Regions from separate parts of the Mus musculus genome. Here region 2 is linked to region 1. The links are chromatin contacts, called in public HiChIP or PLAC-seq maps. All regions are on one chromosome and are shown on one strand. The core of a region is the stretch at or near the end of the contact, and the rest is flanking DNA. Distances in the headings are between cores, read along the strand shown. Region 1 overlaps Cmtm4 (CKLF-like MARVEL transmembrane domain containing 4). Region 2 overlaps Fhod1 (formin homology 2 domain containing 1).

What was found. HiChIP or PLAC-seq counts read pairs in DNA pulled down with a chosen protein or histone mark.
Region 2: an H3K27ac HiChIP or PLAC-seq map of microglia shows a contact between it and region 1, with 4 times the contacts expected there. The contact joins two enhancer-like sites. A contact is called at or near these places in 2 of 115 datasets of contacts at active chromatin or transcription factors (microglia and pancreatic cancer cells).

Annotation. Positions count from the first base shown.
Region 1 is chr8:104,367,474-104,373,012 of GRCm38.p6, reverse strand. All of the region lies in intron 1 of Cmtm4 (CKLF-like MARVEL transmembrane domain containing 4), which reads left to right. Among named protein-coding and RNA genes, the nearest start is that of Cmtm4, 26 kb to the left of the region's middle. Within about 2 kb of position 2,767, at least 68 of the 459 cell types and tissues checked have an H3K27ac peak or open chromatin away from gene starts, as enhancers often do. A contact at or near this core is called in microglia, where this site is marked.
Region 2 is chr8:105,337,265-105,342,769 of GRCm38.p6, reverse strand. It overlaps Fhod1 (formin homology 2 domain containing 1), which reads left to right. Exons shown (of 22, transcript NM_177699.4): 2 at 3,810-3,916; 3 at 4,304-4,368; 4 at 4,673-4,740; 5 at 4,813-4,918; 6 at 5,001-5,095; 7 at 5,341-5,452. Among named protein-coding and RNA genes, the nearest start is that of Gm46049, 5.8 kb to the left of the region's middle. Within about 2 kb of position 3,264, at least 93 of the 459 cell types and tissues checked have an H3K27ac peak or open chromatin away from gene starts, as enhancers often do. A contact at or near this core is called in microglia, where this site is marked.

The DNA of each region.
Region 1 (5,539 bases), core at 1,518-4,017:
GCAGAAGTCAGAAGAGGCTGGAAAAGGAGTTACAGACAGTTCAAAGCCACATGTGGGTGCTGGGAACTGAACTGGGTCCTCTGCAAAAGCTCTTAAGCACTGAGCTAGCTATTTATCTCAGATACCATAACACTATAAATAAATACTAAGTGGACATCTCTTACCAGTTGAGACCTTTCAACAGCTGCAATATCTGTAGCACATTTAAGTTCTAATTTCTTGATGTCATCTGCTATCTAACATAAACCCACTTTGTACCAGTAGCCTCAAAAATACCTTTTGCTTTGTTTGAATTAGGATCTAAACAAGACCCACTCATTGTATTGTCTGTTCTTTAAAAGAATTATTTTGACTGGGTGTGGAAACACATGCCTTTTTTTTTTTTTAAAGATTTTATTTATTGTTATATGTAAGTACCCTGTAGCTGTCTTTAGACTCACCAGAGGAGGGCATCAGATCTCATTATGGATGGTTGTGAGCCACCATGTCATTGCTGGGATTTGAACTCAGGACCTCCAGAAGAGCAGTCATTGCTCTTAACCGCTGAGCCATCTCTCCAGCCCCCAGCACAGGCTTTTTTTTTTTTTTTTTTTTTTTTTTAAAGATTTATTTATTGTTATATGTAGGTACACTGTAGCTGTCTTCAGACACACCAGAAGAGGGCATCGGAGCATCAGATATCATTGCAGATGGTTGTGAGCCACCATGTGGTTGCTGGGATTTTGAACTCAGGGCCTTTGGAAGAGCAGTCAGTGCTCTTACCCGCTGAGCCATCTCACCAGCCCAGCACAGGCTTTTAATGCTAGCATTTGTGAGGCAGAGGTAGGCAGACAGACAGACCTCTGAGTTCAAGGCCAACCTGATCTACATAGTGAGTTCCAGCCAAGGCTATCTAGAGTGAGACCCTGCCTCAAAAAGCAAAACACCCAACAAACAAAAACTTTTAAAAATGATGTGTACTTTGTGCATATATGTATATGTGAATGCAGGTGCCTGCCCATGGAGGTCGAGGCCCCAGTCCCTTGGATCTGGAGTTCTAGGGGTGGTTTTGAGCCACCTGCTATGGGTACTGGGGATTGAACTTGAGTGCTGCGTAAGAGCAGTCAGTGTTTTTAACCACTCAGTCATCTCTACAGCCCCCATTTTGTGAGTCTCGGTCTGTAGCACTCCCATCTTCTTTGGCACTGTGGGGGAGGGGCAGCATGTGTGGAGTTAGAAGACGACCTGGGCCGATTCTTGCTTCTGTGCTGTTGCTGAGTTTCTGGGGATTCTCCACCTCCCATCTTGTCTCAGGAACACTTTAATTACAGATCTCCTACTGCATATGGATTCTGTGGCTTCAAACTCAGGCCTCACACTGGCACAGCGATCACCGCACCCACTGAGCCATTACACCCCCACCCCCACCACTGAAGAAATGAGGCCGTCCATCTGTCTGTCCCACATGTCGTCATCGTCGTCCCCTCTGCATGATTTACCATTCATTCTTCATCTTCTCTGACCTGGTAAATGCTAGGGCTCAGAAAGCTGTGCCCACACACCGTGCCCCCTGCGGCCATGGGGACAGGCAGTGATGGCTGTCTCTGTCAGATGACTGATGCATACGTATTTTAAGTCCCCCAAGCATTTACATGGGGCCTCTAACAGCCATTGACGACCATGGCCCATCAGTGGTTTCACGTGGCCTTGAGAGTTTTGGTTTGTTTCACTTTGATTTGAGTCAGAGTTTCTTATGTAACTCTGGCTTTTCTGGAACTCACTCTGTAAACCAGGCTGGCCTTGAACTCACAGAGATCTGACTGTGTCTGCCTCCCAAGTGCTGGGACTACAGGCATGCACCACCACCACCTGGCTTTTTTTTTTTTTTAAACTATGTAGCCGTGGTTGTCCTGGAATTTTGCTATGTAGATCAGGCAAGCCATGGATGGAAAGAGATTGCCTGTCTCTACCTCCCAGGTGCTAGGATTAAAGGCTTCACCACCATGCCTAGCAAGAGGAGGTTTTGGTATTGTCTATTGATATGTTTGGTTGTTATACCAGGAACTAGATGCCCACTGACACCTGCTGCAGAGGGACCAGGGAGACCGATTCACACGGCATCACAGTCAGGATGCCGCTCAAAACTAAGAATGCCCAATCCACAATGTCAGTAGGGCTGTTTCAGAAATCTTGTTCTAGAGTGTAGTTCATGCTCTATCAGGAATTTGGAAGGATTCCCAGTGACCAAGGACTAGAACTCTGAGCCATAGAGCAAGGGCTATGGGACCAGGAAGCAGAGGCAGGCGGATTTCTGAGTTGGCCACCAGCCAGGGCTATATGGTGAGATCCTGTCTTCAAACAAACAAACAAACAAACAAAACCACACCATACTTTAGTGACCTAAAGACAAGAATATTTTCTAACACAATCATGGTATCATTTCCCAAATCTGGAAGCAGACACTGAGAAGTTAGAGACTCTGTCGACCTCATTCCTTCCTGTTTCCCCGATTGTCTCAAAGCTCCCTCTTATAAGGAAGTCTTGACTTGGATGTCGAATTTAAGCATCTGTCTCTTTAATCTCCTCGCTTCTGGAATAGTTTGTCAGCTCTTGTGTTTCATGCCGTTGACATTTTGGAAGGACACAGGCCAGTTATTTTGTAGAATGGCCCTCAATTTGGGTTTGTTGACGTTTTCTGCTGTTTGGATTCTGGTCACTTTGTGGTACTGTCAGGAAGCCCACAGAAATGATGACGCATTCCTTTTAGTGATCCCAGCCTACTGAGAGAGATGGGTGCCAGGAGTTTCTGTTGCCAAGCTACACTTTGCTGTGTCCTTAATGTTCTTAGGGAGGGCACTGTTAGACCGTGGAAGTCTTTAAGCTCTCATGCGTTACTTTGGAAGACACCAGATCATTCTTACTCAAATCAAGTACTTTTTATGATGGTTGCCAAAAGATGATTTTAATCTGCCCTTCTTCCACGTGAGTTGATTTTTGACTCTAAGGAAGGACGTGGGACTTGGCTCCTCTGCGCTAGTCTCTGACTTGCTGGGCTTGCAGATGTGTGCTGCCGTGTCTTTTCTTGTGTCCATAATAAACTCATGAGCTTTATTCATAAACCTGGATACTCTGGGGTCTACACCCCCGAGCTGGACTCTCAGCCCCCATTATGTGTGTTGAAACTCAGATTGCCTCAGATTTGGCCACGGTGAGCTCCGTGTGCACAGAGCGCATTCCCTTCCTTCTCTGCGCACAGCGCAGGGCGTCTGGACTCTCCTGCCGCGGTCCTGCACTGCTCCAGAAGCTCTGGTTCCTTTCAGTAGAAGAGATGGTACTTAGAAATGAAGGTTTGGATATGCCTCACACACGATGCCGAGCTCTCTCTCTCACCCTCCCTCCTTTCTTCCCTCCTTTTCTCTCTCTCTCCTTCCCTTCTCCCCTCCCCTTCCTTCTTTCTGCTTCAGATCAGTTTCACTAAGAAACCTTTGTTCTCTTCAGTAGAAAAGATATTTAAAGTAGCCAGTCTGGGTGCTTACACTTACTGTAAAGTGTTCTCCTGACTGAGTTTGATTTCAGCTCTGCTAGTAATGAGACAGAAAGATCTAGGGCAGGTTGCTAGACATCTTTGCCTCATTTTTATTTTATTAATAAGATGGAACTTAAAAACTGATCCCCAACAAGATGGGTAGTGGGCAGTTGCCATCCATCCTGATGACCTGACTGCTTTGGCTTGCCCACTGCCACCCCTGCCCCCTGCACTGCCACCCCCCATACAAATGAATAAAAATGTTTAAAAAAATTAGAACCTCTATAATCCTCACTGGGACTTGCTGGTCACCAGCTCAGCTGAATAAAACATGAGTGCCAGGTTAGTGAGATTCCCTGTCTCAAGGGAATAAGGCAATCGATAGAGTATACCTGCCACCCTCTGAGGCTCTGCGCATGTGTGCAAACACACACACCACACACAGACCACACCACACAAAAGTCATGATCTTGGAAGTATAACTCAATGACCGTGCAAGCCCAGCATGTGGGAGGCCCTGAGTTTAGACCCCAGTACTAAACAAATCAAAACAAAAAATCCAAGAACATCAAACTTGTCTTTGGAAGAAGCAAATGGTTGCACTCTCAACTGGGAGTTTTATGGACTGTGGATTAGACCTCAGCTAAAAACCACTCAGCTGATCCTGAATTGTGCACGGTTGATAAAGGTTAAAGAGGAGGATGTTTGAGAGGCCATCTCAGTACAGTGGATGGCCCTACAGAAGCTGGATTTTACTAAGTAAGGCTGCAGTGTCACCATTTATAAATACAGTAGTGACTAGGTAGGCAAGGGGACAAAGTTTTGAGTATAGAGGCACCATGTTCAGTCAGTGCTGCTAGCTTCCTAGGCTGGGTCCCTTCTTCCATGGATCAGGTGGAGATGCTGAGGCCCCAAGAACAGTGGGAGATAGTAAATTGAGCTTCCCTCAGCACACATACACCTCTTAGAACAGTTCACTCTACCTTCGTCCATCTTAAGTGGGATGCTGCCACAGCCTGTCGACTTTTGGTCAATGTCCTGTTTTCACTTGATTAAGGGCATGCCAAAGCCAGTGGGATGGCGTTGGTTACCTGAGATTAAAGAGGAAAGGAAGAGGGGAGGCTTTGCTTTGGAATCGTGTGGGGATGGATACGACCTTCTGGACTTTCAGCATCACCCACGAAGCTGGGACCACAAGGAGGAGGAGGTGGGAAGGACTCCCATGCTAGCAACATCTCTGAACACCCTAGGCAGGCTCTGGTTTGAAGGCATTTTGCTTCCTGTGTGCTCTGCAAGTGTGCTGTTTTGCTCCATTACTAATCTAAACGATCTGGAAATGGAACTTTTGGGGCAGAGTGGCATTTGCTATAAAACTCTGTGGGTATTTTCTTGGCAAGAAAGATGCTGACCGCTCTGTGGCTCTCTGAAATTGTGTGCAACTATATCATCAGACCACAGAAGATCTTCCAGGTTTCCTTTTAAAAACAAGAAAGAGAATATTTGCACAACACTCTGTGTTCCCTATGGAATTGGATATCCCAAAATAAGCTTGTTGTAGTTTGCTGGGACTGTGATTCCCTGTGGCTAGCCCTTACTGACAAGCAGCTCACAGGTTGCTCATGATGCAAATATAAATAGCTACATTTAAAATAATGCATTTTTAAAAGCTCCACTTCTATGGCTTTAGGAGACCAACACTAAAATTATTTATACAGTGGAACCTGCCTTGAAAAGCCTGTCAGAACACTGGTTGAGCGGGCTTTGGTGGCAAGCAGTAGCTTCCTAGGTCGCCAGCCACTGCACCCTTCTTTACGTCCCTGGCTGCCCTGAGCCCTCATCCCTGGTTACACTGAGCCCTTGGCAGTTTCCCTCTTTTGTCCTCATCCCTGTATTAACAGTGTGAAACTCATTTGCTTCTGACGTTTGTCTCTTTTGCGCTGTTAATTGCTGCTGATTAATTGCTTCTGAGTGTGTGTGTGTGTGTGTGTGTGTGTGTGTAGGGGAGTGAAGAGGCCCCAGGGGCTATCTCCATTC
Region 2 (5,505 bases), core at 2,015-4,514, 970 kb before region 1:
TTTCTTAGTGATTACATTGTTAGCAAACACAGAAGGGGGCTAGTGTTATGGCCCTGGGCAAGGATGCCACGCCTGTACGGAGTACTGAGTAAGGGAGAGGTCTTCTCCTCTGTCCTCCATGAGCAGCTTGGCGTGCACACAGATACTCATACACACAGGAGTAAGAAAATAAATTTGTTTGTTTGTTTGTTTTTTAGAAATGTGTTTTGTTTTTGAGACAGAGTTTCTCTGTGTATAGCTCTGGCTGTCCTGGAACTTGCTCTGTAGACCAGGCTGGCTTCGAACTCAGAGACTGGCCTGCTGCCTTTGCTTCCCAAGTGAAGGGATTAAAGGCGTGCACCACCACTCCTGACAGTAAGCCATTTTTTATTAGATATTTTCTTTATTTACATTTCAAATGTTATGCCCTTTCCCAGTTTCCCCTCCAAAAAATCCCCTATCCTCTCCCCCTACCCCTGTTCCCCAACCCACCCACTTCCACTTCCTGGCCCAGGCGTTCCCCTATACTGGGGCATAGAACCTTCACAGGACTGAGGACCTCTCCTCCCATTGATGACCGACTAGGCCCTCCTCTGCTACATATGCAGCTAGAGACACGAGAGCCTCCGTGTGTTTTCTTTAATTGGTGCTTTAGTCCCAGGGAGCTCTGGGGGTACTGGTTAGTTCATATTGGTGTTTTAATTTTTTTTTTTTTAAGTAAGAAGTAGATAATAAAGTAAGGATTTTGCCCAGTGATCAAGTACTTGTCAACATGAAAAAGGCTGTTTGGTTCCCACCCCTGTAAAAAAATTTATTTATTTATTTATTTATTTATTTATTTATTTATTTATTAAAAACAGAGAAGCCAGGAATAGTGCTGCATGCTTTTAATCCCAGCACAGAGACAGAAGGATCTCTGAATTCAAGGCTAGCCTAGTCGATGACATGAGTTTCAGAACAGTGAGTGCTACATAGTGTGCCCTGTCTCAAAACACCAAACCAACCAACCAAAAACCCAAAAAAACAAAAAAACAGGCTTGAGCCGTTGCCTTTACTACTCCTGCAAAGGACCCCGGTCCACATGGGTTTTGGCTGCCAGGAAAGCCCAAGCTGGGGGACTAAGGAGATTCATGGCTGGTGGCCAAAGTGAAGGAAGCCTGGGAAAAATGAGGGAGGGAGTACCCGAAGATGGAGGCCAGCTGTGAGGAAGACAAGAGCCGGGGTTTGAGATAGAGGCCCATTATTGTGCCGGCCTAGAGCAATGTCATTGGAAACTAGGTCTTGCTCAAGCCCGGCCGACCCCCAGGGTGTGAGAAAAGAGTCCCAGAGGTTTGCCTCTCAGAATGTCGATCCCAGGAAGGGGCCAGAGGGTGTGAAGGATAAGCCCCATCTTGCTGGCAGGAAGTCTGTCCTTGCTCTGGGCCTGGGCCTGGCGCCCGACCTCCTATTTCCACTCAGGACAAATAGCTGAGAGCAGAAACTGACGTGATGGTACCAGGCTGCATGCTCTCTCTAGATCTTTCCCTATGATGGACCCTTGGTGGGATGGATGGGTGAAATGTTTGGAGAGCTTGCATCTGCATCCAGGACAAAAGCTTAAACCTGTTTAGCCGAGGATGCTGGAGTGGTGGCCCCTTAGCCTTCAGGGCTGGACCCTTGGCCCGGATCTCATCACGGAGGGAGAGGACCATTCCCAGTTTACTTAGGGTGGCGATGCATGTCCCATGGAGGAAGGAAGAACGGAATGGTGGGCCTAACATCTCCAGATGTGCTACTTTGGCCTGTGCTCAGCCATTCCTAGCCACACATCTGGGTATTCCAAGTTGTCAGGCACTTAAAGCAGTTTGATACCTCCTCTTAGAACTCATGGAAGTTGTGAGTCCACCTTTATTAATTAGTGAGTCTCTTCTGAGTCAAGGATGACTTGTCTCCCTGGCTGGGCTGGAAGGAAAAGTCAGCAGAGATGTTTCCTGCTGTGTCCTGCAGACCTAAAACCAGTTTCTGGTTCATGGTTGTTCTGTTGAATGAGCTAGTCTGTGTGTGATTTGGAGGCAATCCTTGGGAGAGGTATATTTAAAGTCCCCAGGTTCTGTAGTTTAACCAGTACCGGGGGCCTTGTAGCTGGGCTTCAATGGGGTGGGTTCGGGAGCAGGCTGATGAGTCTGTGTAGGAAGAGAGATTGGGAGGAATGTTGGCTGCTGTCAGTTGAGCTCGCACTGACAAGATTACCTAACCCGTGTACCTTGCTGCCTCCTCTCAGACCTGTTCCCCAGTAGACCCAGGAGATGACTCTGCTCCCCTGGAAGGAAAGAGAGGCCAAGCCTGCCCAAGGCGCCCAAGGAAGGGCAGGCAGCCAGGCAGGAAGTGGGACAAACAGGCTGGAGTGTTTGTCCTGTGTCCCATGTCCCAGGCAAGGGGGTGGGGTGGGGTGGGGTGGGGTGGGGGTGGGTGGGTCACCTAAGGGCCCCACAGGCTAAACTGTCAGGAAGGAGAAAGTTCAGGCTCTGAGCTAACCAGAGGCAGAAGAAGGGATAGAAGCTGCACTGGCCCCCAGCCCCTCCACCCAGGGACCAAGAAGAGCCGAAAGCCCTTGGGTGAGGTTCAAAGCTGGGCAGAGTTGAGCAAGTCATAGGAAAAATGATAGAGGTGACTTGCCTAGTAAGACAGCTACCAGAAGGTCCCCCTTTCTTCCCAGAGGCATTCTCACCCTGTGACACAGCACCTCAATAACAGTTACTCAGGATTGTGGGCGGGCACACAGATTTTGATTAGCTCTGCATATCAGCACTGTGCTAACGGGGGAAGTGTCAGGGAGAGAGGCACAAGGTTACCCCTGGAGGATCTGGAAGTTACCTCATTCAACCTTCTATAAACATTCTCTCTCTCTTTTTTTTAAGATTGATTTTTTTTGCTAGGAGGCAGAAGCAGGCAGACCTCTGTGAGTTCAAGGTCAGCCTGCTCCACAGAGCAAGTTTCATGACAACCGAGGATACAGAGAGAAACCTTCTCTTGATAGACAAGGAAACAAAAATAAAAAAATTCCTGTCAGGATTTTTATTTTATTTTGAATGAGTAGGAGTCTTGGCTTTCCTGTCTGACTGTGTACTACCTGTGGGCCTAGTGCCTGTGGAGGCCTGGAGCTGAAGTGACAGATTACTGTAAGCTGTCATGTGAGTGCTGGGACCTGAACCCAGATCCTCTGATAGAACAGCCAGTGCTCTTAATCACTGAGCCATCTCACTAGCACTTACAGTCATTTTTTTTTAAAGACCCAATATTGAGCCAGGATTACAGGGGTAAACAGGAGAAACAAACCAGGGATGGGGCTGGTGTCTTCTCATGTAGGGTCTGATGGCATCAGACTCAAAAATTAGCTTACCTGAAGTTTACCTAGAATGGTTGTAACTGTAGCTTACTTGGGGAAAGGACAAAAAGGGGACAAGAAGCTGCTGCGACCTGGAGGGAGTAGGGAGTCTGGATTGGCTCCTGACAGGAATTCCCAGCTGGCTCTGCACCTCCATAAACCGTTAACACTTTCTCTCTGAGCTTGAATACTTTTGCGGCTGAAGCTTATCACCCCTCCAGGCTGTGAACTTCCTTGAAGGCAGCCACTTCCCTCTCTCCTCCTCCATGGCCCTTCCTTATTTGTGGTTTGTTAATGCAAAAATAAAAAGCAAAAACCAACCAACCCCAACCCCCAAAATACCCTCCAGGGCTGTAGCTTGATGGTTTAACATGTGGGCTTGATTCCTAGTAGCACAGAAACAAAACAGACGGCAAAAATCTGAGCTGCAGCACCAGCCCTGATAGTTCTGTCCCTTTGTTTCCAGCTGGAGGACTGTGCATTGCAAGTGTCTCCCTCCGGATACTACCTGGACCCGGAGCTGTCCCTAGAAGAACAGCGGGAGATGCTGGAGGGTTTCTATGAAGAGATCAGGTCAGAGTTGAAAGGGTGAGGGAGGCCAGGGAACCCTTCCCATTTGAGGAGGTCTGGCCAGAGCCTTCAACCCCGGGCCCCACTGGGGCCCAGCTCAGGTATCAGCAGCTGAGATACTCTGTGTACAGCCTGGGCTGTAGGCCAGTGCAGAGAACAATGCCGGGGGCTGGTACCCACAATTATGTGGAAATGGGGGTACTCTCATACCTCAGTACCTGTGTTTATAAAAACTCTCCTGTTCGGCTAACCCTTGGACCCCCAGATTAGTAGTTGGGAGGGAAGGAGCGGGCCAGGGTTCACATGTAGGTGTCTTTAGATATCTCTGCTTTGAGGCTGGGGACTCAGCAGAATCTGCCGGGAGCCACTAACATGGCTACTTGCTTTTAGCAAAGGGCGGAAGCCCACGTTAATCCTGCGGACCCAGCTCTCCGTGAGGGTCAATGCTATCTTGGGTAAGTGTGTGTCGTCTCCTGCCGTCTTGTCCCCTTCTTTTCACACACAGCCTAGTGGGCCTTAGCTTCTTTCGGACCTGTGCTGGGCTATGGACTGGGTGGGTTGGAGATCTGGTGTGTCCTCCTCTCTCCCTTTCCTGTCCTTCCCTTCTGGGTCAGGATCCATGCCACAGCTGGACTGCAGTCATGGTGACAGAGGAGGGTGCCCAGAGTCAGAGTAGAAGGCAGGCTTGAGAATACTAGAAGCTTCAGTTATGCTAGTGGAAGAAGACAGTGTCTGTGTTCCCCCACTTATCCCTTGTAGAAAAGCTGTATGGCTCCAGTGGCCCCGAGCTCCGCCGATCTCTCTTCTCATTAAAGCAGATATTCCAGGTAAGATCCAGAGGTGGGCTGAGGGTTGGCGTCCCACCCAGTCCCCCTTAAACTTGCCCATGGTGCCCACAGGAAGACAAGGACCTGGTGCCCGAATTCGTGCACTCGGAGGGTCTGAGTTGCCTGATCCGCGTGGGTGCTGCTGCAGACCACAACTACCAGAGCTACATCCTTCGAGGTCAGCACCATACTTTCCCCCTTGGTCTTCGGTCCCATGCCTCCCCTCCCCGCCCTGACCTCTTCCCATTTTCTGTCTCTAGCCCTGGGCCAGCTGATGCTGTTTGTGGATGGGATGCTGGGGGTGGTGGCCCACAGCGAGACCGTGCAGTGGCTGTATACCCTGTGTGCTAGCCTGGTAAGTGGCTTTACCCAGACATATGTACCCTTTCCCCTTTGGGTCCCGCTGAGCCTCAATTTCCTCTTCTGCAAAGTGGTTGGAGTAAGCCTGAGGTCCCTAGAAAACTAAGCTGCACCTCCAAGCCCAGGCCCCAACCAGGGTCTTCCTACATCTTCGGATCCAGCCCCAGGAGCCCTTCCCCCTCCTCCAGGAACTAACAGTCTGGTCCAAGCCCCACTCATGTGGATTGGCTTCTCCCCCAGTCCCGCTTGGTGGTAAAGACAGCCCTGAAGCTGCTGCTGGTGTTTGTGGAGTATTCCGAGAACAACGCGCCGCTGTTCATCCAGGCAGTCAACGCAGTAGCCAGTGCCACCGGTCAGAGCCTCTCTTTCCCTTTCTCCATCTCTCAGCCCTCTCTCCTACTGCTC